Linked DNA regions of Mus musculus: all the other regions are linked to region 1. Evidence: chromatin contacts called from public HiChIP or PLAC-seq and promoter capture Hi-C data. All regions are on one chromosome and are shown on one strand. The core of a region is the stretch at or near the end of the contact, and the rest is flanking DNA. Distances in the headings are between cores, read along the strand shown. Region 1 holds the start of Ankrd28 (ankyrin repeat domain 28). Region 2 holds the start of Timm23 (translocase of inner mitochondrial membrane 23). Region 3 holds the start of Ncoa4 (nuclear receptor coactivator 4).

Region 1 (2,754 bases), core at 142-2,641:
GAACTCTGCTTGTTATTAACAGATTTTTTTGTTTTTTCCTGACAACTTTGTGCAATGAAAGGTTTTGCTACCTGTGGCTGGTGAGCACTTTTGAAAAGTGTGCTTTTGACTAGCACAACTGAGAAACTGTGCTTTCTTAATTTTAATCAACTCAAAGATTCTATGTGTAGCTAATGGAACATGTTGAACAGTAAAGTTATTCACAGATTTTGAAATACAAACTTATCAACCAGAGTTTTTCAAAGTATCATGCCCTATTGTTAATATCAGCTAAAATTCTGCTGATACCAAATGATACTAAAAGTCAGCATTCAGCCTAAGTAGAATATTCACTTTTTAAGTGAGAATTGACATTAGCTAGACTCAGAACTTAAGTTTTAATTGGTAGAAAATGACATAAAACATTAAGTTTTTCCCTATCGTTTTTGTTAAGCTTGTGCCCACTTTCTGATTGGTTTCCCTTCAAATCTGTTCAGTATCTCCTATTCAGAAAAACAATGGCAAAAGGGGTACTCAAGCATTAATAGGTTCCCGCGACTCCGTAAAATCCACTCGTTACTTTCCCTTTTCTTTAAAAGAGACAAACACTGGGGAGCGTCTGGTAATTCACCTTCTCGCCTTTTTAAAAGGGTAACAAGCGTTCATTCAGACATAGTTGCGATTTCATTGGTAGATACAGAGTTATTTTTCCCAGCCCACAGTGTACTGCAGTCTTCTGAGCACTTCAGGTGTTCTTTGACAAGCTCTTCCTAAGTCAGGAAAACTAAACCAAGATGGTGCAGAATATGCCAAGAGAAAACCAGCCTGGGAATATGCACCGTAACAACCAGTCCCCAGCAGAATCCATCGGCACCGGTGGGTTTGCTTTCGACCGCCACTACCTCTCCGCAGAGACGGTGCGGTGGACCGTGAACCGCCCCGCGAAGCGAACCCGAGGGCAAGGTCGTGACCCCAGGTCACGGCCGCCGCCTGCCCCGCTCCGACTCCGCACCGCAAAGCCACCTGTTAGGCCCGAGCCTCACCTGGCAGGAAAGAGGAGGCGCCTACCCGGCAGCGCGCCGGACGCGAGGGCGGCGAGCGCAGAACCCGCCCCTGTGGCGGCGGCCGCGATCCCCCGGCGGCACGTGGGTTTCTCGGAGCTGGGGCTGCACTGACAGGCGGACGGCCCGCACGGCTGCCGACCCGGGACACCCTCTTCCCTCGCTGCCACCGCGCCGACAGGGCGCCCGGGCGGCCCACGCCGCTGGTCCACCCTCCTCCGACTCCTCGGTGGCGCGATCCCGCCCCGCCGCCCCTCACCTACCTGGTCGCGGAGTTTGAGGAACGCCATGGCGGTCGCCGCTGTTCGGCCACTACCCGCGCCCGGCGGGTAGGTGGCCGGCTACGTTGAAGAGAGCGCGGGCAGGGGGCGGCGCCGCCTCCCCGGCCGCCCGCCGCCGCCGCCGCCGCGAAGAGCCCCGCCGGTCCCGCCTCCTCCAAGGACTCCCGCCCTCTTTCTTCCGTCCTTTCTCTCGCTCTCTCCCTCTAGCTCTCAGCCACCTCCCACACGCAGCCGCCGCCTTCGCCGCCGCCTCACACCCCCTTCCCGAAATACCCCAGCAGCCCCCGCCGCCGCGCCGCTCCAGCCCGCGGCCGCGGCGGCATCCAAACTCCACTCCACAATATTACCACCACCGCCCGCCGCGATTGGCGGCCGCGCGGGGGAGAGGCCAGAGTAAGCCGAGCGCCCATTGGCCACGCCACCGCGCTCGCTCGCTCCCGGGCTCCGCCTCTCCGCGGAGGGAGGGGCGGGGCACAGGAAGCGGCGGCGCGCGGAGCGGGCGGGCCAGGTGGCGGGGCGTCTGGGCGCGCGCCCCGGGCGCGGTGGGCGGAGCCCGGACTGGAGGTGGGGAGGGACGGAAACTGGGTACCGGGTAACGGCCCGGGATGGCACGTGGAGGTGGCGTGCACAAGCTCAGCTCAGTCAGGTGCGGAGAAGGCAGCCGGAGCCGGTGCGAGCCAGGGAGACCTCCGGGCCGATGCTGCTTTCAACAGAGTAGCGAGGGCAGCGGGGAACCGGACTCGCACGTGGAGCGAGAGTGAGAATGTCTCCGCGGGCTTTGGGGGAGACGTGGTCACCGGGGGACTGCTGGCACGCGAGACTGAAGGGTGTGGTCTTCATAGCCTGAACAGGTTGTGACCGCGGAACATTTCTCTCCAAAGCGCCCCTTTCAATCTTGCATGTGTTTTTTTTCCCCCTTTCTTCTTTATCATCAAAAGGGTTTTTGCCTCCCACTTGAAAGAAATCAATTTTTTCAAAAAGATGTGCAGGATTTTCAATAAATAGCATCCTTGGATGGAGAAGAGGAATGACTCCCTCGCCCTGGCACACACACCCACGCCAACCCACAGCTCAGAAAAGGCTTTTCTTTCTTAGGCAGCCGCACACTGTTACCATTCCAGGCTTGTGTGGGAGAAGATTGTTGTTCTCCTGTGTCTGTCAGCCTGGGCGGCTCCAGCCCCTGATTAATAAAAGGTACAGATGGTTAGAACACAAACGTGAGATATCGGGTTGGTTTAAAAAACAAAACCAAACCTCATCTTTTCCCTGCATTGGTGTGTCTCTTGGGACAGACTTTATTTAGAGAATCGATTTGAGCCTAATGGCAGTCTAGAAAAATGGGGATCAGTGCCAGGACTGTCAGTTTATTATAATGCTATTATTAAAAACAACTCTTTAGCCCCATAAGAACAGAAAATATCAAAGTGCAAGAT
Region 2 (2,754 bases), core at 104-2,603, 370 kb after region 1:
CTCAACTCTTACAATCAATCTTGTATCAGTTCATTCCCTTGCAACTCTAAAGACAAACTGACCCAATAGCTTCTCAAGAAACACAGCAGGTTTGTTCTGTCTCTCAAGCACTTGTTGCTAAATTCAGGTCACAGCTCTAACTTCAACTCCCAAGCTGTTTTCTCTAACCTGTTCTCCAACAACCTTCACGGCCCATCACCACCACCACCATCTCAGGGTCCTATTTCAATTGCCATGTCATCTATCACTAACTTCTGTGTCCTCACGTTACTCTCCTCAGTAGTATGTGTACTCTCTCACCTTAAGTAGTGCCCTTCATGTTATGCAACTGAGATATCCTAAGATACACATAAATTGTGTCCTGGACTCAAGTTTTGACAGCAGACATTAGGGTTATCAAACGGCTTTCTGAATGTTTTTAAGTGTAAAGGTTTTACTTAGAGGATTAGCAAGAAGAAACACTTTAGTAAAGTGTTATTAAACATTAACTCCCAAGCTCTACTTATCCAGTCGAATATCCATAATTACAAAACATTAAAAGCCTGAAAGACATACTTAGGTGATTGAGAAGGGCCAACAGGCTGGGAATTCATGCCTCTGCATCTTTGAATTTGCTTATATCGCTTTCAGAATTTGGCTCTTTTTTCTTGTTTAAAAATCTCTTAAAAGTTTCGTTTGCTTCCCCAGCTCCTTCTGATTTCCTGAATTGTCTCTCACACGCACAAAGAACGAAAAATGTTTTCGCCTAACTGGTTTAGAAATATTTAAAAGCCGTGTGAAAAAAAATTAATAGCGCGCTTGTTATTTGGAATGTTTATTTCTAGAACTAGGGTCTCCTAACAGGGCCAAGCATACAGAAAAGCGTGTGACGAGAAAAGACGGGACGGGGCACTAAAGAGGAGGACATTTTGTGTTTCCTCTCGAAACTAGGTCACTAAAAGAGCTTCCCGGGGATTTACGATCCCCCAAATTCGTTCAGCCTTGAAACCCAATCACCGGCGGTGAATCTCGTAAAGGCGAGCAGGAAAAGGGACAGGAACGTTACACATTTCTAGCTGTCCCAGGAAGGAGTCAGAAAGGGGAGCAGGCGAGGCCCGATACTCACGCGGGACGCCGGCCAAATCAGCGTTCGAGTAACCCGCTCCTCCGGCTCCGAAGAAGCCAGCTAACCCGCTGGTGGATTTGTTGCTACTTCCTCCGCCACCTTCCATGAGGTCGCAGCAAACGGCGGTGGGCTCGCCACCACCACCTCAGGCCGGGGACGTATGCTCGGCCGTGGCCGCGACAAGCAACAGCGGGAAGACCCGCGTTGCTCCTGCCACCTTCACCACGCTGACCTTCCGGGCGCCGGCTCCCGTGAAGTATCGCACTTCCGCTTTACGGCTGTGTGCGGCCCGGAAGTGGGAAGCGCGAGACGGCTGCTTTCCGGTGGTGGGAAAGTGAGCCTGGAGCCGGAGCCCGATCTCGAGCCGAGTGGAAGCGGCGCGTCCCGGGGCTGGTGGGCTCCCTGCTGCCGAGCGGAGGCAAGCGGCTGCGCAGCGAGGGTCTCGCTCGAAGGCCCGAGGAGTGGCAGCCTCCAGGCGGGCCGCTGCGGAGAGGGAATGGTGCGCGGCGCGCCGAGAAGGAGGCGCAGTCCGTCCCTGTCCGGGTTAGTGAATGAGGCTCTCCGCCCGGGCCGGCCCGGGGACTGTGTGCTGCGGGTCCCAGCATGAGTGCGGGCCCCGGCTGGGAGCCCTGCACGAAGCGGCCCCGCTGGGGCGCCGCTGGAACTTCTGCGCCGACTGCCTCGGACTCCCGGAGCTTCCCTGGCAGGCAGAGGCGTGTTCTCGACCCCAAGGACGCTCCCGTCCAGTTCAGGGTCCCTCCGTCCTCGCCAGCCTGCGTCTCGGGGCGGGCGGGACCGCACAGAGGCAACGCCACCTCGTTTGGTACGTGGGAAAAAAAAAATCTTTGTCCTTGTTTCAGTGTGAGGACCAGGAGACTCCAGTCACTCCTAACTGATCTTGTTTCCACCACTCTGATGACCCCGATGTTCAATCACTAGATGCCACTCCAATGAGAGGCGCTACAGTTTTACTAGTGGCATGTGTGTTGTGGAAAACTTTGTTGGACAGGTAGTTACCGGACCTCCCCGGGATACTTTCCTCAGCTTGGATAGAGAATTTGCCCTGTTAAGGAAGTCTAGTTGTGTATGTGAAGCAGAAGGGCGCTTCAGTCTCCAAAAATCGTAAAGAAAGTTGTTGCAGTAGACTCAGTGAGAGCTGACTTCCAGAGTGCAGAGCTGTTAGCCTTAGCTTGCTGGATTGTATTTGTCCCTGGCACACGATGTTGAACACGAGGAACTTGGTCTCTTCTTTCGTACCTTGAAATCTGTGAGGAGAGAGAAACAATAGCACAAGTCAAATACCTGTAACAGAGAGTAATGGATGTTGTTGTTCATGAAGGAGCCATTGTTTTGGTAGGAATTAAGTATACTTAAGTTAGTTATGGTAGTCCAGAAGGTTTGGTACTTACTGTGAGTACTGGAGAAGAAAGTAAAGAGGTACTTCAGATATGCAGTGGGTGCGCAGAATCAACGGTGGAATGGTGAGAGATGGGCTGCAGAGAATTAGGACAGTGATCCTACTCTGCTGAGTAAGTGTGGACAGTACTAAGGATCTTGAATTTTACATTTTCAGGGCAGTGAGAGGCTATTAAAGAGTGTTCAGTTGTGTGAAGGGGCGGGGTAAGGCAAGGACTTGGTTAGTCTTGTTT
Region 3 (2,754 bases), core at 125-2,624, 330 kb after region 1:
CATTTCCACCACTTCTACAAATAAGGCTCTTCTGCCTGCATCTTGTTTCTGGTTTAGGCTAGAGAAGTGGTTCAGTGGTTAAGAGCCCCGAAGCTCTTCCAGAGGTTCTGAGTTCCCAGCAACCACATGGTGGCTCAGAACCATCTGTTTCTGCTTTACAATGGAAAAAAGCATGTGTGTTCATGATGAAACCAGACTTCTTCTTTGTCCCTGGTACTCTCATTTATCCTTCCTTCCAGTTACTTAGGTACCCCCTCTTTATCGAGTCCCCACATCACACTGTGTTTGCATAAGGTTAGAACAGGTTAGAGATACTGGAGAAGGGGCTCTCTAGACCTCACGCAGTCTGACAGGAAACTCAGAAGCCGGACTTCTGTGGGTGGTGGGGCCTAGCTCTAGGGTCAGTTAGGTGTGGCATACAGACCAGCTAAAATACACTGACTTGAAACTGTAACATTAATTCTGACATTTATTTACTCAATATTTAAAAAAAAATGTAGCATGTTTTTCCTAAGTTATAAAGCCCATCAGCCTTGTCTTAGTCACTGTTTTATTGCTGTGAAGAGACACCATGACCATGGCAACTCTTACAAAAGGAAGCATTTGCCTGGGCCATCTTTACCATTTCAGAGGCTTTGTCCATTATCAGCATGGCATAAAGCAGGGTGGCCTGCAGGCAGAAGTAGCTCAGAGTACTACATCCAGATCCACATGCAGCAGAAAGAAAGAGTGAGCCACTAAGCCTGGCTTGGACTTCTGAAGCCTCAAAGCCAACCCCCAGTGACATACTTCCTCCCCCAAAGCCACACCCACCCCAACAAGGACACTCACTCTAAGTAGAGCCATCTTCTCATCAGTAAGCATTCAAACACGTGAGCCCGAGAGGGCCATTCTTACTCAAACCACCACAAACCCCAGAGGAAAAAAAGAGTTTATTTTCTTTATTTGCATGACTCTTTTTTGCCTGCATATATACATCTGTACCGTGTGCACGCCTGGTGCCCTTGGAGGTCAGAAGGCACTGGAACCAGGAGGTATGGGTGGTTGTGAGCCATCCTGTAGGTGGCTGGGAACCAAAACTGGGTCCTCTGCAAGAACAGGAAGTGCTTTTTTTTTTTTTTTTCAAGACAGGGTTTCTCTGTGTAGCCCTGGCTGTCCTGGAACTCACTCTGTAGACCAGGCTGTCCTCGAACTCAGAAATCCGCCTGCCTCTGCCTCTGCCTCCGGAGTGCTGGGATTAGAGACTTACTGATAGGCACGAAAATGATCCAGACTAAGGGCAGGGAGTGTTACTGCATGCCTCCACGTTGAGCTCTAAGAAGACTTTGCGCAGGCGCGGAAGGAAATCTCGCGAGACTGTCAGAACACTACCGAGAAGCGTGGTAGGGAGGCCATCCTATCGCGAGAACTCTGTCTTCAGGGTCCGGATCCTTCCACGGCTAAGTGTCTGGGTCGGTCTAAGGTCCGCTCGGATCACCGGAAGGAGCGCTGCCAGCCGGTAAGGACGAGAGTGGCCGGCGGGCGCGCTTCCTCTTCTGCCCTGTGCCCTTCTTCGCTCCGGCCTGTGGCCTGTCCTGCCCTCCCCTCCATTCTTCCCGACCCTCGGGTCCGGGACCACCATCCCACCTGCCTGCACGCGGGGCCCAATGGCCCTTCCCTTCCCCAGGTCACGTCTGCTGTGATCGCCTCTCCAGTCCCCGCGTCGCGCCAGGCCAGAGCTCCTCTCCCTCCCCTCGTCCCGACGCTACCACTTTTCCTTCATGCCCAAGCGCTGGATCTGTCTTCTCTCCTCTGTCCTGTCGACATGTTTCGTTCCTGGGCCACGATTGCAGCCTGAATGCTTCTCTTCCATCCCTTTCCCTACATTGCCCTGACTGTCCTCTGGGTTTATAGCGGTGACAGCCCTGTTTCTCTGGTCCCAGGCGGGCCTGGTTTCCATTACTGACCCAGTGCACATTTGCCCCTATTCCTAGTGGTTTGGCAAGGTGGAATGACTTCTGGAGGCCCACTATCCGTTTCCTTCTCCCAGCAGTCCCTTTAAATCGTTTGATTCGTCCCTTCAGCTGATGAGAAGAGAGAGCTTGCAGAATCATTAATTCATAGCTCGGGCGTTCATTTGCTATATGCTTAGGGTACTGAGGATATAGTAATGTAAAGAAGTGGACGTGCTCCCGGCCCTGATGTGACTTAGCCCTTGCGGTGGGAACAGTATGGGTTTAAGTGCTACAGGCTGGAACTTGGGAGGATGGCTCAAGAATGACAAGTCAGAGGGGCTGGAGTTATCTGACCCTCCTGCACACAGCTCTCCTGCTAGTGTTGTTTAGTAGGTAAGGGCCTGCCACCCTGGCGTCCTTTTGGAAGGACTTGACTTTCCACCCACTTGGTAATTTGGAGTATGGTCATAGACCTTTTGAGTTACTTCCCTGGGTGTGTATGGGACAGGTAAGGCTGTTGGTTCTCCGTTAGCATCCCACTGTGATGTTTCTGAACTTTTAAAGTACATTAGAACATTGGAAAGAATTTCATCCTGTGTGACAAACAGGAGACTAATTTGTACTGCTCAGCAGGTCGCTTGATTTGCTCTGTGGATTTTTTTGTTTGTTTAAGAAGAGTGTCAGATCCCCTTACAAGCCATTGTGAGTCACCTGATGTGGGCCCTAAGAACTGAACTCTGGCCCTTTGATAACCACTGGGCCATCTCTCCAGCCTGGTTTGTTTAGTTTGCTTGAGACTGGCTGCAGGGATCCTGTTGGC

What was found. Promoter capture Hi-C pulls out the DNA fragments that hold promoters and counts their contacts. HiChIP or PLAC-seq counts read pairs in DNA pulled down with a chosen protein or histone mark.
Region 2: a promoter capture Hi-C map of neutrophils shows a contact between it and region 1, with 2.9 times the contacts expected there. The contact joins the promoter of Timm23 here to the promoter of Ankrd28 in region 1. A contact is called at or near these places in 11 of 39 promoter capture datasets (the 3T3-L1 cell line, the C10 cell line, the HPC-7 cell line and 9 more), 6 of 484 Hi-C or Micro-C datasets (CD4 T cells, the G1E-ER4 cell line, embryonic fibroblasts and 3 more), 3 of 115 datasets of contacts at active chromatin or transcription factors (large pre-B cells, pancreatic cancer cells and stem cell-derived neural progenitor cells) and 2 of 9 other capture datasets (adipose tissue and liver).
Region 3: a contact with region 1 is called in an H3K27ac HiChIP or PLAC-seq map of extraembryonic endoderm stem cells. The contact joins the promoter of Ncoa4 here to the promoter of Ankrd28 in region 1. A contact is called at or near these places in 12 of 39 promoter capture datasets (the 3T3-L1 cell line, 3T3-L1-derived adipocytes, the C10 cell line and 7 more), 10 of 484 Hi-C or Micro-C datasets (CD4 T cells, CD8 T cells, effector CD8 T cells and 4 more), 6 of 115 datasets of contacts at active chromatin or transcription factors (bone marrow-derived macrophages, effector CD8 T cells, extraembryonic endoderm stem cells and 2 more) and 3 of 9 other capture datasets (adipose tissue, liver and macrophages).

What each region holds. Positions count from the first base shown.
Region 1 is chr14:31,829,024-31,831,777 of GRCm38.p6, forward strand. It overlaps Ankrd28 (ankyrin repeat domain 28), which reads right to left and starts at 1,392. Exons shown (of 28, transcript NM_001024604.2): 1 at 1,304-1,392. The coding sequence starts at 1,330.
Region 2 is chr14:32,200,538-32,203,291 of GRCm38.p6, forward strand. Timm23 (translocase of inner mitochondrial membrane 23) reads right to left here and starts at 1,354. Exons shown (of 7, transcript NM_016897.3): 1 at 1,106-1,354. The coding sequence starts at 1,211. It overlaps Parg (poly (ADP-ribose) glycohydrolase), which reads left to right and starts at 1,434. Exons shown (of 18, transcript NM_011960.3): 1 at 1,434-1,928. The coding sequence starts at 1,709.
Region 3 is chr14:32,158,513-32,161,266 of GRCm38.p6, forward strand. It overlaps Ncoa4 (nuclear receptor coactivator 4), which reads left to right and starts at 1,375. Exons shown (of 10, transcript NM_001033988.2): 1 at 1,375-1,498.